Regions from separate parts of the Mus musculus genome. Here all the other regions are linked to region 3. A link is a contact called in public Hi-C and Micro-C data. All regions are on one chromosome and are shown on one strand. The core of a region is the stretch at or near the end of the contact, and the rest is flanking DNA. Distances in the headings are between cores, read along the strand shown.

The links. A called contact is a pair of places that touch in the nucleus more often than the background predicts.
Region 1: a contact with region 3 is called in a Micro-C map of granulosa cells, with 2.8 times the contacts expected there. The contact joins two enhancer-like sites. A contact is called at or near these places in 2 of 39 promoter capture datasets (the 3T3-L1 cell line and hippocampal neurons), 4 of 15 datasets of contacts at CTCF or cohesin (embryonic stem cells, hippocampal excitatory neurons and pro-B cells), 99 of 484 Hi-C or Micro-C datasets (the 3T3-L1 cell line, 3T3-L1-derived adipocytes, the AML12 cell line and 45 more) and 7 of 115 datasets of contacts at active chromatin or transcription factors (the HL-1 cell line, astrocytes, cardiomyocytes and 3 more).
Region 2: a contact with region 3 is called in a Hi-C map of the C2C12 cell line, with 2.1 times the contacts expected there. The contact joins two enhancer-like sites. A contact is called at or near these places in 2 of 484 Hi-C or Micro-C datasets (the C2C12 cell line and cortical neurons) and 2 of 115 datasets of contacts at active chromatin or transcription factors (bone marrow-derived macrophages and embryonic fibroblasts).

What each region holds. Positions count from the first base shown.
Region 1 is chr17:75,086,244-75,089,244 of GRCm38.p6, forward strand. The region is part of intron 3 of Ltbp1 (latent transforming growth factor beta binding protein 1); the gene reads left to right. Among named protein-coding and RNA genes, the nearest start is that of Ltbp1, 82 kb to the left of the region's middle. Within about 2 kb of position 1,313, at least 64 of the 459 cell types and tissues checked have an H3K27ac peak or open chromatin away from gene starts, as enhancers often do. A contact at or near this core is called in granulosa cells, where this site is marked.
Region 2 is chr17:75,249,967-75,253,047 of GRCm38.p6, forward strand. Ltbp1 (latent transforming growth factor beta binding protein 1) reads left to right here. Exons shown (of 34, transcript NM_019919.4): 9 at 2,378-2,449. Among named protein-coding and RNA genes, the nearest start is that of Rasgrp3, 180 kb to the right of the region's middle. Within about 2 kb of position 1,450, at least 38 of the 459 cell types and tissues checked have an H3K27ac peak or open chromatin away from gene starts, as enhancers often do. A contact at or near this core is called in the C2C12 cell line, where this site is marked.
Region 3 is chr17:74,807,566-74,810,883 of GRCm38.p6, forward strand. All of the region lies in intron 13 of Ttc27 (tetratricopeptide repeat domain 27), which reads left to right. Among named protein-coding and RNA genes, the nearest start is that of Ttc27, 91 kb to the left of the region's middle. Within about 2 kb of position 1,591, at least 27 of the 459 cell types and tissues checked have an H3K27ac peak or open chromatin away from gene starts, as enhancers often do. A contact at or near this core is called in the C2C12 cell line and granulosa cells, where this site is marked.

The sequences.
Region 1 (3,001 bases), core at 63-2,562, 280 kb after region 3:
TCAGCTATACCCTCTGAATTGAACTCTTTCATCCTGGAAGAAGCCTCGTTAAGACTGAGGAAGAAAATGAAACTTAACAAGATTCAGGAAAGAAGCACAGTTTACAAGTCTCAGGAAGTTCCTGCAGTTTAAGAGAGTCACAAGGCCCCTCCGTATGGTTATACAAGCAGTAACAGTTGCTAAGGAGAGGGTAGCCAAATCGTCTGCAGGTATAAGTTTTCCTCACGCTTGTGCAGACTTTCCAGTGATGTGGTTGTCTTGAGCCATCCCCACTCCTGTAATAAATTCACTGGTTCATTAAGCTAGAGTGGGAGGGAATTGTATCTTTGATGTTTTGTTAGTGCCCTTTTTGGGGTGGAAAGACATTTGTTCATGCTCCCCCGCCCCTCTCCCCCCAAAAAAGTCTCACACAAAGCTCTGTTAGGAAGTCTTTGACAAAAACAGACAAACATCAAAACAAAACACAAAATAATATTGGGGATTTTCAATCTCACGTATATCATTATTTCATATGTACCATATGTTTCGTAAGTACTATGCTAACAGCTAGCATAAATATTCTTTCATTTTACTAAATAAGGGATCGCTGAAGTTACTTTTTCTTTCCTTCATATTATTTCTAGAGTTTATTTATATAAGTAAATATGCTATATATTTTAATTTTAAAGATTTATTTTTATTTTATGTACATGAGTGTTTTAAATGTGTATACATGTCCATCGCATGCATGCTGGATGCCTATTGAGGCTGGAAAAGGATGTTGGATTCCCTGGAACTGGGGCTGTAGACAGATGCAAGGGGCCATATTAGTGCTCAGAACTGAACCTGGGCCCTCTACAAGAATAGAAAGTAACTTCTGAGCCATCTCTCTAGCCCCTACAGCTATCTTTTTAAAGAGCAAAATACATGCAATGCTATCTGTGCCTTCTAATAAAGTCACATATTTGCCATCCTTGGTTAAAGTCTGGCTCTGCTGTTGATGGGCCTGGAATCAATAAATGAGTGATTCGCTGAATCATTGCCTATGGATACCAGGTCCTCTTTGGAATCACAGATGTAGTATGTGAAGTGTAAACTAAACCTTAGCCTTTACGAACTAATTGCTTCTAGCTGCCTCGCTGTGGCCAGTAAGGCCAGTTAAGTGACAGCACCGAAGGGCTTCCTGCTGCATGGGAAACACTACAGCCGTAGCTCAGGGATTTATAGCCACTGTAGAACTTTGCAGAGAATGTGTGCTTACTCTTTCCCAAGAAGAGCAGGCAGCCTCTAAAAGCTAAGAGGCTGCCCCTGAGCTGGCTTCTTTTTGTATGGAGACACTGCCCCTAGTGTTCAGGAAAGTAATGCATACTAGAAAATAGTCTAAGATTCTGATGTTCTCTCGAAAGTGAGTTGATTTTTTGCCGTCTGCTGTATAGTAGATCCCAGATGAACAGAATTCTTCAAATAGCTTTGGCTTTATTCTGCACTTAGGCAAGCCTGGAGTGGTGTGCCTCAGAGGCCCCAGGAGTTATCAATGCAATGTCATAAACCTGCTTTCCATCCGTCTTTCAAGGGGCTGCTGGTCTATTCCATGGTCCAGAGCTCTGAAGAGCACACAGACTACGTCTGGTTTGTATAATAGCTGTCCTTGGTGGCTTGCAGCTCACTCTCAGGGCATCTTTTTCTCAGATGGCGTTTTCTTCCTTTCGTCTTCTGGATTGGTTTTTTTGATGTCCCGACTACATGGAGTTGAATATGTATAGAGTTAGAAGACAGACACTATTTGGTAGTTGGTTGTTTTGTGTTTTAGTGCTAAAATTAACTTATGTTTCAGGATGTCTTAGAATCAGTGAAATTAGAGATGAGTCCTGGATCTACCAAGAGCCTTTGAAAACACTGGTGAGAGTTAGTGCAGCTAAGATTGTTGGAAGTTTCACTGTGGAAAGCTAATACTTAGCACAATGGTGGAATTATTGAGAGGTTTTTTTCTTCTTCCCCTTTTGGGTCAGCTGAACTGCTACTGAGAGTTTCATTATGTGAATGCATTTAAAATAAACTATTTATGAACCTGCTTAATGCCGTTGTGCTTTAATGTTGGGATGTTAACGTCTGCATGAATCCCAGAATGGATTTAGTATTCTATATCATGTTGGAATGATGACAGGCCATGGGGGCGTAGGACAATGCTGGCACATTTTCAAAGACATTCCTCCCTGATCTGGGTACTGTAATAAACACAACTGCAGCTCGCTCAATTCATTATACACACAGTGTGGGTAACAGTTTGGAAGCTTTTTTTTTTCATTTTATTTTCTTTCCTTCCTCCTCCTCCTCCTCCTCCTCCTCCTCCTCCTCCTCCTCCTCCTCCTCTTCCTCCTCTTCCTCCTTTCCCTTCTCCCCCTCCTCCCCCTACCTCCTCCTTCCCCTCCCCCTTCTTCTCTTCTCCCTCCTCCTCCTTTCTTTTTTGAGCCACTCTGGTTTTAGAGGATTATGTATAGAACTGGAAATAGTATCTATCTGGTAAAAAGAGAAGTTAGATTTGACCCTTTCTTTAAAAAGAAAAAAGAAAAAAAGTAGCGAGAACTGCTGGATATACACACAGTGTGTGAACACCCACAACAGTCAGCGTACAAAGGGGCTGCCTTAGAAAGCGTGGATGGGTGCGATTTGCTTAAGTAAGATTTCGCTGTCGGGCAGCAGGTGGCAAGCTTGGCTTTTCGGTGTTCCCCTGTCTTATTATTTTTTTTATACTGTAGGATGCCAAAATTCGAAGAGGGTGGTTTGAGTCCACTAGAATCTGTCATTTCTTGGCAGCGCAGCCTTGAACCACCTCCTTTCCTCACTGCGGGTAATTGCCTTTCTTTGGATACCACTGCCGACCTTCAATTCCCCTGTTGCAGATGCTAGGAATTAATTCATATGAGCAATGCTTTATTCTCTTGTGATTTTAGCAACATGTTCCTAATGGAGAAAAGAAATTAGAAACAAATGAGTTTAATGCAGGCCCCATGCGATTTATATG
Region 2 (3,081 bases), core at 200-2,699, 440 kb after region 3:
AAGGGACATCTCATTTGCTACAGTCAGATGATGTTTATTTATCGACTGAATTGATACTCTTGCTTGTCTTTAAAACCCTTTTAAGTATTTTTATTTTATATATATGCATGTTTTGCTTGCATGCTTATATGTGTATCCCATTTGTGCCTGGTACCCACAGAGTTCAGAAGAAAGTGTCAAATCCCCTAGAAGTAGAGTTATGTATGGCATGAGCCACCGTGTAGATGCTGGAAACTGAGCAACAAGTGCTCTTAACTACTGAGCCATCTCTCCAACTTCTCACTTGCCCTTTAAACCTTTTTGTTTAACCTAAAAAACCTACTACTTGTCTTTTTAAAACTACTCTCCCAGCATGGTAATTTTCTGTAAACCACCTCTTCCTTTGTCTGCCCTTCTGATTCCTAGTTTCTCAAACATACAGGGTCTCTGATTACCTGAAGTATTCATTCAATTTGTTGACACTACTTAGCGTTTGTTAGAAATTCCTGCTAAAGTTTGTGAACATTGGTTCTTCCTTAAAGAGAGAAAAAAGTCCCATGAGATCCTCAGTAGTCAAAGAATGTCTCACATGGATTTTCCAAGGGGGCCGGATGATGGTTAGTTAGATGGATTTCCACGAAGCAGGCTGGTTGAATGATAACGATCCCACATTACTTAAAGACCTGTTTACCTAAATTATTTTGGTTCTCTGACTGAAGGGACCTCTGGGATACATTTGAAATTATTTGAAGAACTTGGTGTTTTAGAGTTGGGGTGACACAAACGTGACTGCCTCCCGCTGTCATTCGCTGTTGATTCTGATGAGTCATTAACCTGGAATCTGTATCTAAATGGCTAAAAGCACACTGCCATCTGCCCCATTCATTTGTCATGTGTGTTTGTCTAATGCTGTTGTGGTAGAGACATGTTTCCCCCTGTTAGGTCTAAGGATGGGGGTGAGAGAGGATCCTCCAACCTGCGTTCTGGTCTCCTTCTGTTTCTTTATATATTTTTCTTCTTCCCCTTTATTTTTCTTTTTCCATTTGTTGGCTGCTTTGTGCCTTTTCTCCAATCTTAGCTATTTCTATTTTTTTCTCTTTTCTAAATTCCAAAGGAGCCGAGAGTGACAGATGTTAGGAGTAAAGGGGTTCACATCATCTCCCCCCTTAATTCCTAAGGCTATTATTATTCCTGACCTCCAGCCATTTGTTTCTAGCATTGCATCATCTGGGCAGGAACCCACTGCTTTATATGGTGTTGTTAGCGCCACAGCTCAGTACTGACGATGACTTCAGCGGAATGGGAAAGTACAGAGTCGCCCTTTTTAACAAAAACGTTGGTGAAAATAAGCCCGTGGCTCATTTGATGTCTGAATTGAAGAGATGGCTTTGGTTTCAGAGTGGTAGGGATGAGGAGTGAGGTGAACTCTCACATCCTGGCATTTGCTGTGCTTATACTGTCTGAAGTGACTCACCAGCAAGCAGCACACTCAAGGTCACATTCTTCTTAAGATCTTTCCTTCCCTTGTTTGGCACTACTCTCTAAATGGTATTCATGCTGGAAGAGAGCAGACGGTCCTTGGCTTCTATATATGATGGTTGGGGTTCCATGACCTTGTTTAGTTTGTACTTTGTTTTGTTTTTCTCCAAATAGTTCAAACCTCAACTTTCACGTGGCTTTCATTTAATGAAGTTTTGTTTAGCCTCATGCAAAAACCTTTCATTGTCAATAATTTTCTTTTTGCTATTGAAAACTCAATTTTAAATCTACAAATTGTTTCATTAACTAGTTTATCATCTATTAGCGATGTGCTTAGTGTGAACAAGTCGATTGTCTCCTCAAAGTTTTAGAAGAAAATTGGCTTAGAATCCTAAGCAGAGGGAGACAAGGTCATCTGGTCTGGCTCCATGCCTTGAAGAGACTGCTGAATATGATCCTTTTGTCACTGAAGGACTCGCAACTGAGGTCCCGGTTTCTGTAGGCACCCACATTGGTGTCTTCATTGTAGGGGACAACACTGGACTTGAGGCCAATGGATGAATGAAGCAACTTCCACATGCCAATGTTTCCCCTGTTAGCCCACTGTTTCTTGAAACAAGTATCTGTAGGGGAATGCATCTTATGATGGGAATATTTAATAACGAATTAGAAGATAATACAAAGCAGTCTTAACGTTCAGTTAATACAGTAAAGGTTTCCTGTCAACTTCCTAGGAATACAGCTAGTGCAATAGGAAGCACACTGAGAACAAGCATGCAAGCATGAGGCGGAAGTCTCTGTTGGTACTCATAGCTTGTAAATGGTCAATCTATTGGTGTGGTAAATGGCACCACATCTAGCAGCTTCCGATCACAAGAACTTAAATCATAATGAATGCTTTTCTTCCCGCCATTTACAGCCTATCATGGATATACTCAAATGATGGAATGCCTACAAGGATATAAACGGGTTAACAACACCTTTTGTCAAGGTAAGGCTTTTGGAATGTACTGATGTGGACCCCCTGGGTAGAAGCTTGAGTTCTTTTGTCACATGATGCTCCGGGGCCCAGCATGTGACAGTTACATGGTAGATGTGTGATGTCCTGCTCTCTCCAGGTGGCTAAGGGCATACTGATATGTGATTGGTAAAGTTTTTACTTACTCTTTCAAGCTACTGGAATGCTTACCATTTCTTAACTTGTGGCAAAACCCTGCAGGAGCGTGGCTAGCACTGAGCAGACCCGGGTCCCCACACTGGTTATGTTCTATGTGTGCACGGGTACCCGCACCTGTGCCTGCTTAGCCGAGGTACTTCCCTGCTGACCTATCATCTACAACACAGTTCCCTTTTCTCCTCCCATGAGTATTTTGCTACCCATCTCAGATTTTGTAAGAACTAAATACTGGCCTGAACAGGTGTCCTCTAGGCAGCCAGAAAAGCCAGAGCCTTAAATGTGAGATGCCCTGAGTACTTTGCTTCATTTTCTTAGCATCATAGGGAAGTTGTAGATACTGGGAAGACCTCATAATTTATCAAGTCTTGGGCCTAGAAGTGAAAAACCTAAAGCCACACTGAGAGGTTAGATGTCTTCTGTGTGGCTGGGTAGAGTTGAAAGCATAT
Region 3 (3,318 bases), core at 341-2,840:
CAGGAGATGTGATATGGTTTTGGGTGTTAAATAGGAGGTGACGGTGCTGTGTTAAAGCAAAGATAGCTGACAGTCCCTTAGAGCTAAAAGCCTGAGTGAAAAGCCATTGTATAGAGCATGCAGATGCTGCTCCTCGGACTTAAATTGAAACTGCAGTAGTAAGCAAATGTCTTAGAGAACATTGTACCAGCTTAGAATATGAGACCGAGCCCTGTACTCTGGACATCTCCAGTGACTGGAGGAAGGTAGGAGAAGGACACTGCCAGAAATACAAATGAAATGGAATATACTCGGGTCAACACAGCACATTGGCCAGAGGGGAAAGAACTAAGGGAAGGGATCATAGAAATGAAACTATCAGGGTGATGCCAAATGCTATAACATTCATAGAAAGCCAAGAACTGGTCCCTGGCTTGAAGCCTGCTGGTGACGATCAAAAACAGACTCTGAGGACTGAAGAGTGGGTGCGGTGAGACAGCAGATTACTATCAGTAACCTGCTTCCTAGGGAGATGGTGGTCAAATGCAGTGCTGAACCGAGAATAGACAGCTAAGTAAAGAGATACTAGACGGCCTTGTTTTATTGCAGGCAGAAGTGAAACACTGGTGGACAAAGGTGAAGGGAAGCCAGTGGCAGTGCTGAGTGGTAGGGGGCAGTCAACGGGACTAATGCTTTCCTGAGACTGGAGCTTTTTAAAGCACTGATGATCTAAGCTAGGATGTAACGTGGATTCCTTTAGCAGTATTGAGAGATGCAAAAGCTTGTTAAGATGCAGGCTTGCAATCCTTTGTTTTTTGTGTGTCAGTGGGGAGAGGAGAGGTGTGAGTCCCCTGTGAGCAGTGGTAGAATAAATGGGCAGTGTGCTTTTGCTGCCTAGAGGCGAATGAAGCAACAATGGATGGTCAGGAAAGGCCTGATGGAGAAGTGATTTTCACTGAGCACTTAAAGAAGGGTTAGATTCACAGAAGTGAAACTGGGGGCATGTCTTCTGGGAATAATATATTCTGCATGTGCAAACACCAGTCATTTAGAAAGCAAAGATTCTTGGTGACTGTAGAGTTCTGACTTTATTCTATTCTATCCTAATAGTAACACAGCAAGGAGTTTTACATATGACCAGGCTTCAGGTACTGACTTTTAAGCACTCTGTAGATACTCTTAGCCAGCGGCACAATCACCAAGATCCTTAATGTTTTTACTAACTTTATAGATGAAGAATTAGAAGTGTCAGTTTGTACCAGCCGCTGTAGTTGATGAAGACAGGAGTTGATATTCAGCCTGGACATTTGCCCTAGCTTCAGAGCTCTTAACTTCTCGGTTTGACCTCTGTAGGAGATTGTGGAGGACACAGTGCCATATTGGCCAAGGCCAAGTCTAGAGCGTCCTGAATACCTTCAGCTGTTAGCGTAGACGTTGTTTCCCGTCAACAAAGAGTCACTGGGCTATTGGAAGAAGCAGAATAAAGTTGTAAGATTGGAGCTGTCTGGCACAGGGTGCCCAGTGAATCTCCTGAGCTCTCCCTGTGAGTCAGACCTTTGAATCATGGTTCATCCCAAGGCCTGGGCCATACTCACCCTTATGTACAGGGCAAATGTTGCCTGTCCTTTTAGTGGTTTTTGTTTTGAGGCAGGATCTTACTGTGTAGGCTAGGTTGGCTTTGAGCTTGTCATTTTTCTGCTTCAGCCTCCCTAACACTGGGTTTATGGCATGTGACACTATGCCTGACTCATTTTAGTTTTTGAAAGGATAAAGTATCTACATTTGAAATGTGACCCAATAATTTCTGTCGTAAAGTTATTACTTGTGGTAGAAAATTCAAGGAGGTTGGTGTTCCCTTTTCAAAGAGCAGACAGGATGGACATATGTGAATAATATGTACAGAAAAAAAAGAGTCTTTTTCTTTCTTTCTCATATTGGCTAGCAATAAAAAAAAGAAAGGAAGGAAGGAAAAAAAAAAGAAAGGAAGGAAGGGAAAAAAAAGAAAGAAACTCCTAAGGCTTAATTTTACAGCTGCCAAGAACCCTGTGGTAGCGTCTGGGCCGTGATAGAGTGGGGAAGGTGGAAACCCTGCCTGATGCCTGCTTGGTTCTGAGACCTAGGAACCCCAGAGGCATGGCACAGGCCGGTCTGTTCTGTGCCTGCATAAGGTGGAAAGCCGAGTCTGCAATCACTCCACTGCTCGGAAAAGCAGAGCCAGCATACGTATGGGCTAGCTCAGTTCTGGTGCAGTCAGCTCTCTGCAGCAAACGTGCAACTGTCTCTCCCGCCTGTTGCTCTGCAAGGTGATGAGAGAAATCACTCTTGCCCGTTATCTGTAGCCAACAGGGAGATAAACCTTCTGGGAAGGTCTCGGGAGCAGATGACTTACGTGGTGTAAGTTTTCTGGAAAGAAGAGGCAAATAACAGAATAGCTGTAAACATCCAAACAAGAAACAGCATTAAACAACCAATAGTAGAATTCTTTTACAACAGTAAAAGGAAAATTAAGGAAACTATCCCCTTAGGGAGACAGTAAAACTGACAGGTTAAAGAGTGTTCTCCTTCAGTGAGGGGAATATTAGAGTGCAAGTATGGTGATGCACGACTTAAGAGCATGGAGCATGTCTTGGGGAAAGCCACTACCAAACAGAGGTGGCAGTGATCTTGGATTTGGCCTAAGGGTATTTCCTGTTTGTTGAACTATATTCAACAGCTTGTTTTCATTTGTGCCATGAGACTGAGGTAGGGAAGAAGGCACAGGATAGAGAACGGGGCGTGCCTTTAGGGCTAGATTATGTTAACCTTTAGTTCATGTGACAGACAGACGCCAACCAGTTGGTCCCGAAGGGACATAGCAGAAATTGTGAACTTGTTTATTCATGTGGACAGCGCCCCATTCCCACCCCCAAGCCCCCCAGTCCCTTAGGAAGAAGGAACTCTGGGTAGCAAGTCAGAAAACTGGCGAGGCAGTGGTGGTGCACGCCTTTAATCCCAGCACTTGGGAGGCAGAGGCAGGCAGATCTCTGAGTTCAAGGTCAGCCTGGTCTACAGAGTGAGTTCCAGGACAGCCGGGACTACACAGAGAAACTCTGTCTTGAAAACAAAACAAAACAAAACAAAAGGAAATTGTGATATCCAAGCAAGTGGTATTTCTGTCTGTTTCCTTCGTGCTGTAAAGTTATCTTTTTAGTCATAAAAGTAATTTTACTCATTCTCTAGTGGCCTTAGATGGCTAATTTCTATTTTTGGTGTTGAAGTTTATAAAGTGCTGTAATTGCTCTCCTCACTACCCAACACTGCACTCCAGAAACTAGTAATCATGAAGCTTTGAGTAAACTT